Regions from separate parts of the Oryctolagus cuniculus genome. Here region 1 is linked to region 2. The links are chromatin contacts, called in public Hi-C maps. All regions are on one chromosome and are shown on one strand. Each heading gives the region's core, a stretch centred on a gene start, on an enhancer-like site or on the middle of the called end of the contact. The rest is flanking DNA. Distances are from core to core; before and after follow the strand shown. Region 1 overlaps LOC103350930 (a long non-coding RNA gene). Region 2 has its middle 110 kb from the start of IRF2BP2.

Region 1 (6,852 bases), core at 177-2,676, 160 kb before region 2:
CTGCACACAGAGATGTGCCACTGCAGCTCAGATGGAAGGCTGTTCAGGTGGGGGCCTGGCCGGGGGTGGGCCTGGGAGACACAGCAGTCCAGGGTGTCTACTGCTCGTGAGTAGACTCGGCAAATCAGGAACTTTGAAAGCAGGGTTAGTGGTTAGGTAAAATCAAATGAGCTAGTCTTAAATATCAAGCATAATAAGCTTGTAAAACCTCTTAGATTTTAAAAAAATGAAGATGTTAAGTTTACTTGTTTTTTTTTCTTTGTGTATTTCTTTTTCATTTTATGGTAGAGGGAGAAAGACAAACAGGAAGACATCTTCCATCCACTGGTTCACTCCCCAAATGCCTGCAAAGGCTGGGACTGGGCCAGGTGGGGGCCAGGAGCCCAGAACTCCATCCAGGTCCCCCGCACGGGTGTCAGAGACCGAACTCCATGAGCTTCACTAGCTGGCTCCCAGGGTGAACTAGCAGGATCCTAGCTTCAGAAGCAGAGCTGGGACTCGAACCCAGGCACTCAGATATGGGAGGTATGCAATCGGAGTGCTGGCCTAACACCCGGCCCTAGATTCTTTTCAGCAGGATGACTTTTTCTTAAAAAATTTTTTCTGAAAACACTTTTGGCATGATTTTTATTATGGTAAACTATACATAACTTAAAACATACACCTTGTAAGTGTGCAGCTTGGTGGCATGCAGCACACTGACATCGCTCCACAGCCATCGCCGCCAGCCATCTCCAGAGCCTTTTCATCTTCCCAAGCTGGGCCTCCACGCTCATTCAACACTGCCTCCCCTTCCTCCCTCCCCACAGCCCCTGGCAGCCGCTTCTCTTTCTATTGAAACTCTAGAAAAGACCCAAGAAGCCTTCTAGCAGAGCGTAGAAGGTGTTTCAAATAACCTCCTCCTTCAACGATACATTCAAGAAGGCTCTTTTCTTAATATAGGAACTTTGTTTGACCTCTCACATGTAGTCACACAACAAAGGCACGAACATATGCAGAAATATTTGGCCCCTCCGGAGTGATTGTACATGCCTTTATTTTGCCCTTGCTGAAAAGAGCAATATAATGTTTATAAAAGAACACTTGCAAAGAAGAAAGACTTGGACCAGACCCCCGTCTTCCTGAGTTGTTGACAGCTGTTATTCAGTGGAAACCTCAGTGGAAACAAAGAAATATTGCAGCATTGTTTTAACATGAACATTTGAAGTGGCTTCCTTCCAAAGCCTGGCTGATTTAGGTGCCTGGGAGCCGAGGCCAAAGCCTCCTGTACGCTCTTGATTTCTTCCCTCTAGCTCTTGTTGATGCAGCTGCAGAGCAGTCTGGCGAGCATCCTGGACCTGCGATCGCTTCCACTCTCTCGGAGTCAAATGTTTCTTGGTTGTGTCCCCGTGTCTTCCTGCCTTGTTGACTGCTCCATTTCCAGGGCTCCTGCTGCACCGCCGGAAAGCAAGCTTTTCCCTGTTGAGCAGAGTCACAGACTTTCTCAGAATCCCGAGCAGTGGCAGCCAATGTGGAGATTTCGATGGAAAAACCATTGAAACAGGAAGACAGGAGGATCGGACAGCCTCCTTCCCCTACCCCGGAAGGGTGGTACCTCCGCCTCACCGGCTTTTTTTTTTTTTCTTTTTAAAACTTTGTGGCAATACAAGCTCAACCTATTTTGGGCCCTGGATGCCGTTCCATAGCTCTGCCCACCCACCTCGTGCTGACTCACCCACCGTGTGCCCTGCTGAGTCATCTCATGTCTCTCCCCCCCCCCCCCACCCCCACCAGTAACACAGGGTTAATAGTGCCCGTTGTGGTGGCGAGACTCGAATGAGAAAACAAGTGAAAGTGACTTGAAAATCAGACAGCACTTTGCTAGTGTGGTGCGGTGGGCCTCTCTGAGCGGACCTGTCAGAGGGGGTTTGGGGCACAGGTCCCGGCGGTGTGCCAGAGGGGGTTAGGGGTGTGAGGGGGTGGCAATCCCCTCAGCCCTCTGGCTGCGAACTGCTTTCCCTATTCACCTTCTACAAAAAAATATTATCTTTCCCTAACAGGGCCGTGACAAATGACAAAAATGATTCGGGAGCACTATTCGGGAGGCGTGCAAGGGTGGGACTGATGGGCCCAGGTGAGAGCAGCTGAGGAGGGTCCTGGGCAGGGGGTTCCCACACACCCCCTCCATCCATCAGGCTCAGTGTCTGGACCGTCTTCCCTCAGCCCCCAGGCACCCGGTCCCTGCACTGGGAGTGCTCATTGCTATAGCTGGACTGTGTCTCCCCACAAAGTGCAAATGTTGGAAATTTGGTCCCCAAATTCAAATATTTTGATGGCATTTCTCGGTGGGGCCTTTGGGGGGTAATTAGGGTAATGAGGATTAGATGAGGTCGTCAGGGTGGGACCCCATAATAAGGTTAGTGGCTTTGTAAGTAGAAGGAGAAAGACCCAAGCTGGCGCCCTTGCTCTGTCTTGCCATGGGCTTTCTTCCACCATGTTAAAATGCAGCAGGAAGGCCCTTGCTTGGTGCTGGCGCCCTGCTCTCGGCTTTCCCAGTGTCCCCACCTGGAGGAAGCAGATTTCATCCAGTCTTAGGTAGAACAGCAGAAAGCAGATTCAGGTGAGCTGTCCTCCCTGTGGTCACAGCTCTCACAAGGGCAGGTGTCCACCTCAATTCCCATTGTCCCTTTCTACATAGTAGGTCCCTACTGAACAGGTGAAAACCGTACCACCTTTGTAGATCTCCAGTCTTTGAACATGTTTATAACTATTTCCTTCCTCAACATTCATTGAAGACTAAGTTTTGGAGAAAAAAATAGAAAAAAAATGAACCGTTGCTGCCTAGATTTCCAGAGTGTGGCCCAGGAACCGGCAGCGGGCAGGGGCTTCCCCTGGAAGCTTGTTAAGACAATGTGATTTCAGGTTCATCCCAGGTGGTCAGAGTCAGAACTCACCTTGCAGCAGCAACCCAGGAGGGGGGTCTCCTGCTGCAGCCCAAGAGGAACCTGGTTCAGGTGTGTGCAGGGCCCCTGCAGGTGAGGGAGGAGACACTCTGCCCTGGCTTCTCCTTTCAGATCTTGGAGGAGGAGAGCCTAAGGCTTCTCACCATGGAGGGAGAGTGCCAGCCAGCCGTGAAGCCCAGCATTTCCCATGGCTCAAGGGGCTGAGTTTTGCTAAGGGATCCAGGCAGGGGGGCTGACGCATAGCTCTGGCGGTAGCTGTGGGCGGCCCCATTGCACCTGCAGCCTCTAAGTCACGGCCTAGGGAGCAGGAGCCAGAGAAATGACAAAAACCACCTGCACTGGCTTTCTGGGAAAATTAGGGATCATCTCGCCGTGCAGGAACCCTGGCTGGCCAGCACTGCAGCCCCCTTTGTCCTTCCCAGGCGGTTTATGGTGTCTGGTATGTGGGGACGGCCCCAGAGAGCTAACCCTGGTCTTGATCAGACCCAGGTCATAGAGATGATTTCGGATCTTTCTAACTGATCCGCCCTGGTGTCTATAGCCCTCTTGGTCTTCCTCAGATCTAACTGAAATTTAATTCATTCCCTAGACCCAACTGAAATGTGCTTATCTGTTACCTTGTGACGACTCTTTCATTCTTTTCTTTCTTTCTTTTTTTTTAAAAAAGACATATTTATTTATTTGACAGAGTGACACAGAAATACATCTTCCATTTGTTGGTTCACTCCCCTAATAGCTGCAACAGTCAGGGTTGGGCCAGGTCGAAGCCAGGAGCCTAGAACTCCATCCAGGTCTCCCAAGTGGGTGGCAGGGACCCAAGCGCTTGGGCCATCTTCTGCTACTTTCCCAGGCATGTTAGCCTGGAGCTGGATCAGAAGTGCAACAGCTAGGACTCAAAACTGGTGCCCTGATATGGTATACTGCTGTCACAGGCGGCAGCTTAACCCCTCTGTGCTGCAATGCCCGCTTCTCGAGTTATTTTCTTGATCAATATTTGTTTTGTAGTGTTGTTGGAAGACTGCTGGGTTTCAGTCATGGCTCAGTCATCCATTCATTCAGAAATATTGACTGAGCACCTACTATATGCCAGGTGCTCCACTGGGCACTGAAGACATGGGGGTCAACCCTTGCCCTCGTTCTAGTGAGAGAGACAGGCAATGAACAGGAAATAACTCAGGCGTAGCATTTTTCTCATCAGCTGTCTGGCCCTGTGCTTGCATGACCTATCAGCATGTTGATTTCTTCAGATGGAAAGTGGCGGATCCTGGCAGTCTGCTCCTAAGAGGCTTGCTGTGAAGGTCAAACATATTAATACACACCGTGTACGATAATTCTCATGAAGGTACTCATGTGGTGGGAGCTTGCTGTTCCTGTGTGTCTCTCCTGTTATGTTCTCAGGTCCTCTGAGGCAGGCACAATTGATTGTTCTCTGGTACTGCCCATTAGCCTCTCACAAGGCTGTGGGACCTTGGTTATCCCATCCACTGAATGGGGGGATGTAAGTCTCCCTCTTTAGGTCAGCCTGAGGACTGACAGCAAGGATGGAAGCGGGCATGCAGCCTGCCAGTGCTCAGAATGGGGGCCCTGGGGTCCCACGTTTCTCAGTCCTTGGAGGCAGCTTCTTGGGAGGACTTTCACGTCTAATGCTGTCTCTCTAGTTCCTGATTTATTGCTGTCTTCGTGTTTGTTCTTTGCAAGTCCTTCCACCTCAGCTTCCTAACAGATAAATCCTTGACCACAGTCCATTCCTCCGAACTGAGCAACCTTGGGGCGAAAGTCTTTGAATCTGTGTTTGCTTATGTCATGACATTGAGCAATGGGGTTTATGGCTTTCCTTTTCAGGACAAGGACATTTGACCAACTAGTTTTGACGCAGAATTAGGGATCAGCGAATAGTATGTGATTGCATGATTAAGTAAGCACGTCTACACACGGGCTATGGGCTGTGGAGTTTTGTGCAAAACTGCAAGTGCAAAACTGGGTAGAGGAGTTTCTGTCCAGACACATTTGGGATCCTTGGGGGCAAGTGTCAGGCCAGCCCAGAGGAGGCCTCACTACAGACACCCGGGGGCCTGCAGCCCAGGGACTGGCCTTTGGTGTACACTGCAGGCTTGGGAGCTTAGGGTATAAAAGCAAGGAGCTGCCCAGCCCTGAGCTTGGCCAAGCGTGGTCTCCCTGAGAAGTGGGTTCCAGCACTGGGAGCCACCATCCTGCGCAGAGCAAGGGGAGTTCTGGAACTCTGCGGATGGGCTTAGGCAGATGGTGTATCCAGGGAAGGGTCAGCCATGAGACTGGACTGGGGGCAGCAGAGGCATCCAGAGGCATTGCCTGTGTACTTGCGAGAGGACAGATGGGAGTCATCTATAAAGGAAGGCAGCAGCACCTGCAGCCCCCAAGAGACCACAGATGTCAGCAGGAGCTGTGGGAGCAAGGGGCTTCCTTACAAGCCCTGGGATTCCCAATACTAGGAGGGTCCCTGAAAGCCACACACCCAGTCCCCTGTGAGACTCAAATCCTGTTTCAAATGGCCCAGCTGAGCAGTTACAGAGCTGATGTCTGAATATCTCCAGGGACAGAATAGTCCCTCCCTCCTAGCAGAGCCCATTTGATCCAATCTTGATTTTCCCTCCATCAGATTTGAGACACAGCTTACACATGTTAAGATGTGCAACTCTTAAATGCACAGCCCGATCAGCTTTCACGCTGTCGTCCACCTGTGCAACTCAAGGCGGAGAAATAACATTTTCATCATCCTAGAAAGTCTCTTGCTACTCTTCCCAGGGAACAGCCCCCTACCACCCTAAGGCGGCCGCTTTTCTGACTTTGATCACCTCTAATTAGTTTTGCCTATTCTCGAGATCCTTATAAATGGAACCACACACAGGAGTTACATGTTTGCATCCAGCGGGCTCCACTCTCTTCTACTGGAATAGCTCTTTATCAAACCAAGCCTCCTCTGGCTGGCGGGCCCTGTCTTACAGGGGCCACCTATCCTGGCCTGGCTTCCTGCTGTGTCCTTCCAGTCCTGGCTCCTCTGATGGACAGATTGAGGCAGCAATCCTTGTGTTGTGCCACGGCCCGTGGATTTGCTCTCGCCAGGGAAGCTGGTGACAGCAGTGACTCTTCTGGTGCGCACGTGTCCCTGCTGTCTTGGGAGGAAGTGCCGCAGTGCAAGGAGACAGCTTTGCTTCCCTCCGACTACTGGGAGGCCTGGGCTGTAGCTGGGGACAGGATGGGAATGCTGGGAGATTTCCTGGGCCTTGGGTTCCTCCTTCCCAGAGAGGAGGTGTTAGGATGAGATGCTCTTACCGTGCCTCAGGTCCCTTCCTGTGCAGGTTCACGGACGCATCCTCAGTGTTTATGCAATATCCCAAGGGAAAAGTCTCAGTTATGGGATTATTTTTTTAAAAGAATATTTTTCACATATCCCATTTAAAAGTTTGACAGTCTTGTTAAACTTCTATACCCTGAGTTTGAAATAATATACCCTATATCCTAATTTATCTTATGCCTTGAATCTGAAAAACTAAAGACATTAAACCTGCATGAATTCTATGCTGATGGAGGACTGACCTCCTGGGATTTTGTTTTTCCTTCCAGCCGACCTTGAGTGCTTGCCCATACCCTTAGGCAGAGGGCTAGCTGGTGGCCCTCCCTGTCGAAGGCCACAGAGATGGCTGCAAGGATAGTTTTTAAAGAGTATTTTGGCCGGCGCCGCGGCTCACTAGGCTAATCCTCCGCCTTGCGGCGCCGGCACACCGGGTTCTAGTCCCGGTCAGGGCGCCGGATTCTGTCCCGGTTGCCCCTCTTCCAGGCCAGCTCTCTGCTGTGGCCAGGAGTGCAGTGGAGGATGGCCCAAGTGCTTGGGCCCTGCACCCCATGGGAGACCAGGAAAAGCACCTGGCTCCTG
Region 2 (6,361 bases), core at 213-2,712:
CGCTGCGCGTCCCTGTTTGATTTCACTTAGTAAGGAAGCAACTCCTTGCTAAGAATATGTCCCGAGAAAGTAGCGCAGGCCTGTGTGGCAGGCTGGGGGAGCTGGCGGAGGGACTCCGGGGAGCTCTCTGGCCGACTTGCCAACTTTCCCCTCCGCGACCTTGAGCCATTTCCCTCCGAGAGGCAAAGAGGCCCCTTCAGAGGACTGGCCAGGGCCCATGTGAAGCGAACCCCTAGCCAGCGGGTTTGACAGGAAGGTGGCCACAGGCCCTGTGAAAGCAGCCCCTGCCTATGCCTGGCCGTTGTGTGTAACACAAGCGTCCAGGAGACGGCCGAGTCTGCCTGCTGCAGCACTTTCTAGAATCAGAGGAGGCCCTTCTGGGAACTCTGCTGAACGGGAGGGTGAGGAGTATCTGATGTTGCGGTGGGGGAACGCTGACGAAGGAGGCTCCACTTCTGAGTAGTAACCTTTGCCTCGGACCCCCGCCAACCTTCCGCTTGGAGCTGTGCCTCCGTCACGACTTGTCACCTCCCGGGAGATGTTCCACTTTCCAAGCAGGTGAAAAATGAACCCGGTTAAAAATAGGAGACTGGGCTCTTCGCAGAGTCCCCTTGTAAAGAGACACTACAGAGGGTGTCTCCCAATGGGCAAAAGGAAGGCCCCTGCCCCCTGGCTTCCTTCAGCCTCCCTTGGCACCCGGAACCACCGCACGGCCTGGAACCCAAGACCAGCACCCCGCTGTGCTCCGGCAGCAGGCAGAGCCTGGGCAGCTTCACCCTGGCCGCCAGGGGCCACCGTGTCCGTCCCCGTGCCCTTCCGGCCCGTTCTCCTCCCTTTAAGGCGCTATGAACCCGGCTTGCTTTCTGGAGCCTTCTCCAACCGTGGACACGTTCCCAGTGGAAATCATGACATTTTCCGTTTCACATTACGCACTCCACAATGCCTCAGGAAGAAAGAGGGAGAAGGAAAACAAGGCCTGGGAGCCAGCCTCTCGCCGCCGGCGCAGCCAGGGCCGGGCTACGCTGGGCCGCGCTCTGTTGATCCCTGAGCTGGGCAGCTAGCGCATCCGCCCGCCCGCCCGCCCGCCGGCCCCGGCTGCGCAGCCGGGACCCCACGCCCAGGTTAACTGCTCTTCTCTCTGCTCATGTGGCACATCTGGAGAAAGGCGTGCCTCTCTCCACTTTGTTGTGTTTTTTTTTTTTTTTTTTAAACTTTACTTTCGACTGCCATGGTAACGGCTGCATGTTTGGCAAAGGGAAAGAGGAAAAAAAAAAAAAAGCTCAGAGAGAAGAAAAGGAGCTCTCAGCGCGGGGCTGGCGGCCGGCCAGGGTAATCATGCCGCAGAGCTGAAATGAGGCCTCTGGCCGGCAGCCAAGTTACAAAGAACAAAGCTGTCAGTTCCCAATGTTGGCGGCAAAGCTTGTTTGGCACCCTTATATGGTTTCCCAGAACTCCCTGCCTTGGCCGCCGTCCATTCCCTTCAGGGCAGCAAACAGGATTAGCACAGCTCCCAGTTGTTTTTCTTCTCTCTCCTCCGACTGTTCCAATGACATCATCCTGCTGCATTCAGTTGCCAGCAGGGTGGGTTTCTCTCTCCTTCCCTCCCTCCATGTCCTCTCTCTCTCTCTCCTTCACACACACACACACACACACACACACACACCTCCACACCCACTCACTTCCTGTAGCCGCCCCCTCGACTCTGACTTTCTTTAAATGCAATGTTTTAGGTCATTCTTCTCGTCCAGCTTCTCCACAAAATTAAAAACACCCCGGTGCTTGCACATTTAGCTGAATCAAGCCAGACGCTGTATTTTATTTTTATAACTGAATTCCTGTGAGATAAAAATCTCATTTTCCTTCGGAGGCGGTAATCAGCACTCGTAGGGATGTGGTTTCCAACTGCCCCATCTCGTGCTTCCTTATGAAGCTCCGCTGAGAAATGAACTTGGCTCCCGTTCAGGTTTAAAGGGCCCGCGGCCTCTCTCTCTCTCTCTCTCACACACACACACACACACACACACACACACACGTCACATAGGATATGCACACAGAGACCATTATCCATGCACCCACACGGGTACACACCCAGGCCACATAGCATATGCACAGTCTATTGTCTGTGCACGCATGCCCTTAACCAGGGACATGCCCACAGCTGCAAACACAAAAGGCATAAAGATACCCACTGCGACACACAGACACACAATCAGGACGCAGTGCCACTCTGTCCCTTTCCAGAAGGGAAAGAGGTGAATAAGGAGAAGCCAAAAGCTGCTTCCGAAAAGACTGGTTTAAACTAGCAGGCAGGCGAGTGTTATGCAACTCATGGCTGGGTTCATGAAAGGAATCGAGGTTTGCCGACTGCACAAATGTTCCCCCGCCCCCGCTCCAAGCCCCCCCCCCCCCACTCTGATTCATGAACTAGTTTTCAGATTCATGAATCACTCGGGAGCCAGCAAGAGAAAAATGAGTAGTATTGATCTCATTTCAATTGAAATGGGCTCATTAGGGCCACAGTGGCCGGGGGCAGCTTCCACCATCGCCAGCATCTGGGGGTCTGGCGGCAGGTGCTCCACCTGCAGGTGGGGTGGCAATCCTTATGCGAAGCCTCTCTCTGCAGAGGGTGCCCTTCTGCTTATTGAATGGGCACCATCCACTCTCCTGGGACAAGAACACTGTCCTCATTGGCTGCTTCAGCTGTCCTCTTAGCATTCTCCATTCGCTTGTTTATTTTTCACTTCTCATGGAGTCTTTCAAGGGACATCTTGGTACAAATGCTTATTGGATTTCCGATGGCGTCTCAAGGACTTATGTGAAGGAGAAATGCACCTTCGGAGTCAACTAGGATGTCTTGGCGTTGGTTTAAGGCAAGCAGGTGACTGTTCATTTTTCTTACTCTTTGCAGCCTCTTCAACCAAGGCCAGGGGTGTGGAAGATGCAAACCCCCTAGATTTGGGGGAATCTGATTTACATAAAGTAGGGTTATCTGGGGCCGGCACTGTGGCACAGTAGGTTAATTCTCCACCTGCAGCACCAGCATCCCATATAGGCCCTGGTTCTAGTCCTGGCTGTTCCTCCTCTGATCCAGCTCTCTGCTATGGCCTGGGAAAGCAGTGGAAGATGTCCTAAGTCCTTGGGCTCCTGCACCCATGTGGAGGACCTGGAGGAAGCTCCTGGCTCCTGGCTTTGGTTCGGCACAGCTCAGGCTGTTGCCACCACCTAGGGAGTGAACCAGCAGATGGAATATCTTTCTCTCTGTCTCTCCCTCTCACTCTCTGTAACTCCATCTCCCAAGTAAAGAAATAAAATCTTTAAAAAAAAATAAAAATAAAGTAGGATTACCTGCCAGCTGGATGATTGCCTTCATACAGACAGATAGGATTCTGGGAGTTTCTGAAGCCATTCTTTTCCTTCCCCCTTTTACAGGTCATCAAGGAAGCAGAAACTGTGCCCAGGGCCAGAGGCATGGTGGAGAGAGCAGCCTTAGGTCCCTGGGCAGGTTTAGGGGCTGCCCACTAAGACTCTTCTCTCTCCAGCTGCCCTTCTCTCCCCCCAGGCCATCCCACCGCAGACCTGTGAGTCAGATTCATCCTCTGGGCCTTCTCCTAACACCCTCAGGGCTCTCACGTGTAAGGGGAGCATCCTGGGCCGCCAGCCTTGATCTGCAGCTCCATAGTGGGTTTTGTGTGATTCCTCCTTCCAGTGTCCCCTTCCACCCTCACTCTCACCCTCCCAGACCTAATGGACTGGACACATGCTTTTCAGAAAACCCACAAGCGTTGGCAAGCAGCATCAGAAAAGAATTCCATCCTAATCTACATAATTTTGGATCCAAGAGTTTAGAAATGAGATTCTTATCCATTTGCTTCAGATACACCGCCGCGCCGTTAGATGCGTTTCACTTGGCAGGGATCTCGTGGTGTGACCGCCCTCCCTTTTACTCCTGCAGTACCCAGAGAAACCCAGAGCAGCGTAAAGAAGAAAGATGTGTGTGTGTGTGTGTGTGTGTGTGCGTGTGTGTGAATTTCAATTGGCGATTGGTTCAGAGGTGCGGAGAGCTGTTTTGCCTTCCATGAGGTCTTTGTGAAGGTGCCGTTCACCTCTGAGCGGCCCAAGCATTATTGGGTTGAATCTGCTGTCAACCTGAGCTCTGGGCCCCGGGGGTCTCCAAACCGCTCCCACAAATTTGTTGCTGGCCTGAGAACAAGTGGGGAGAACGGGTTGGCTCGCGTTTTGCATGAACTCTTTCTGAGTTTTGTCCGCTGCAGCCTCCCATTGTGTGAGCAGCCCGAATGGCTAGGAGAGCTTTATGTAACACCCACCCACCCACCGGGCCCGGCTCCTCGGAGCTGCAAGTGTTGTTTCCAGAGTTCCCCACAGACCTGGCAGCACATCAAACCTCTGTTTCATAACAGACTAGAAATAGGATTTTCTAATAACATTCCGAGGACTGGACTTATCACGCAGGGATCTGAACTTTTATGAATTGTTAATGGTTAACTAAACAAAGACCCCCGCGACGCCCAATCTGCCATCTATCTCCGGGGTCAGGATGGGAAGGGAAGTCGGAAGAATGTGGTTTCTACATCCCTGATCTGTTGGGTAGTGACCCAAGGCCCTTTTCAAAGAATTTGCTAAATAATCTGAAACATATTGAGGATCTTACTCATGCTTTTAAAAAAAGAAAAGGGAAAAACTACCTTCCTCCTGTGTCCTCCTTCATTCATAGAGAATGCGGTTTCCTTTTCTTTGGTTGTCAGCCATGCTGACAGTTACAGGGTTAACCCTTGGCTTTCCACTGGGAGAAGGCAGCTTTGCACAGGACACACGTCGCTTTGAGGGACCCAAGGGTCCTGGTGCAACAGACAGGCCACACTGCAGAAGCACTGGGTTGGTGGGACAATCACAGGGAGAAGGGAGCATTGGGTTGCCTCCTCTTCCTCCCTCATACCCACATGCCCCTCCCAGCCGTCCACCCTGCCTCATCCAGTCCTCATTTAGATTATGACAGGCTTGGAAGTTCCCTCCAAAAGGCCATTTGCAGCCTTTTTAGGTGTCGCTTGGGAAACTTCTTCCTGGGGTTCCAATCGCAAGTCCTTTTGTTCCATTTTGTCACATTGTCCCTGTTGGCATGGCCGTGGTTTCCTTCCCAGTTCTGCTTGGCCCGTGGTTATGGGGCCCCTCTATGGGCAGTTGGCACTGCTTCAGAACCAAAGAAGCCTTTGCCTCTCACCATCAAGGCGGGAGAGCACCAGCAAAGAAAGCCACAGCGTGTCTGTTGAGGGCGAGGACTCGGTGTGGGCAAGCGTTGCCTTGGGGAGAACCCACGTTGACCGCATCCCAGCCATCGCAAGCTGCCTTCACCACTCCCACCTGCCCTGAGCGTGTTCTCTGGGCTCACCTGAGCAACCCAGGAGGCACCTCAGCTCCCTGACCAGGACCTGAGCTCCAGCCCAGCCAGACCTGTGCCGCCCCTGCTCTTAATTGCACAGCATCCTTGATTCAAACCAAATTATCATCCTTCTCTCCCCACTCTCCTCAAAAGATTCTGCTTTGCAAATCACTTAAACCTTCTTGCATTGGCATATCAGCCCTCAGCTGTACCAACTAGAGCTTTCTAGGACAAATCTCGCTTGGTTATTTCTTCCACAGCCGTCCACAGAATTTCTCCGCTCTCACTGACATTTGCAATATCTTCCCATTTTGTTTCATCTACCTGCTGTTTATCCTTTCCTCTGGGTCACTGGTAAAAGAGGTCAAGAAAGTCTCCTCTCCCACCATGGCTATCCTCTGCACCCTGCTGGGTCCTGGGAAGAAGTCCCAAGTACCCCAACCCACGAACCAGCCTCTGTGTGCAATGGCTCCCAAGAAAACACAGGCAGAGTGGGCTTCGCTCTCCAGGCTGAGATTTAATAGCCTTGAGATCCATTTAGTGTCTGGACACCTGGTTGCTATGGAGATGGTTGTCATAAAAACACACCGATCTGCAGAGAGATATAAACCTGATCCTGGCGGTACACGATCGGACACATTAGCTCTGAGAAATGATGCGCTGCTTATCGCTCCCCTCTGTTGACACAGTGCCTCTGCCTCTCCAATCCCACCTGGGTGACCTTCTCAGAACCAGGCCAACGCCAGTCCATTTTCAGTTAGTATTTCGTAAGGGACAACCAAGGACTTCACCCCACGCCAGGTGCCCCCCTGCCTTGCTGTCCCAAGCTGAGTCAGCCAAGAAGCAGACGTTCCGCTTTGGCACGGTTTGTTCTCTACTGACTGCCATTGATCCATGAGCACAACAGAGCAGGCAGAACAGAAATACTGACCCTGGTCGGGTGACCGGGGATGAGCGACAGATGTC

What was found. Hi-C and Micro-C count contacts between places; a contact is called where the count stands out from the background.
Region 1: a Hi-C map of embryonic fibroblasts shows a contact between it and region 2, with 2.9 times the contacts expected there. The contact joins two enhancer-like sites. A contact is called at or near these places in 3 of 6 Hi-C or Micro-C datasets (embryonic fibroblasts, skin fibroblasts and an unstated tissue).

What each region holds. Positions count from the first base shown.
Region 1 is chr13:54,181,600-54,188,451 of mOryCun1.1, reverse strand. All of the region lies in intron 2 of LOC103350930 (a long non-coding RNA gene), which reads left to right. Among named protein-coding and RNA genes, the nearest start is that of TOMM20, 210 kb to the left of the region's middle. Within about 2 kb of position 1,426, at least 2 of the 8 cell types and tissues checked have an H3K27ac peak or open chromatin away from gene starts, as enhancers often do.
Region 2 is chr13:54,020,027-54,026,387 of mOryCun1.1, reverse strand. No RefSeq gene overlaps it. Among named protein-coding and RNA genes, the nearest start is that of IRF2BP2, 110 kb to the right of the region's middle. Within about 2 kb of position 1,462, at least 8 of the 8 cell types and tissues checked have an H3K27ac peak or open chromatin away from gene starts, as enhancers often do.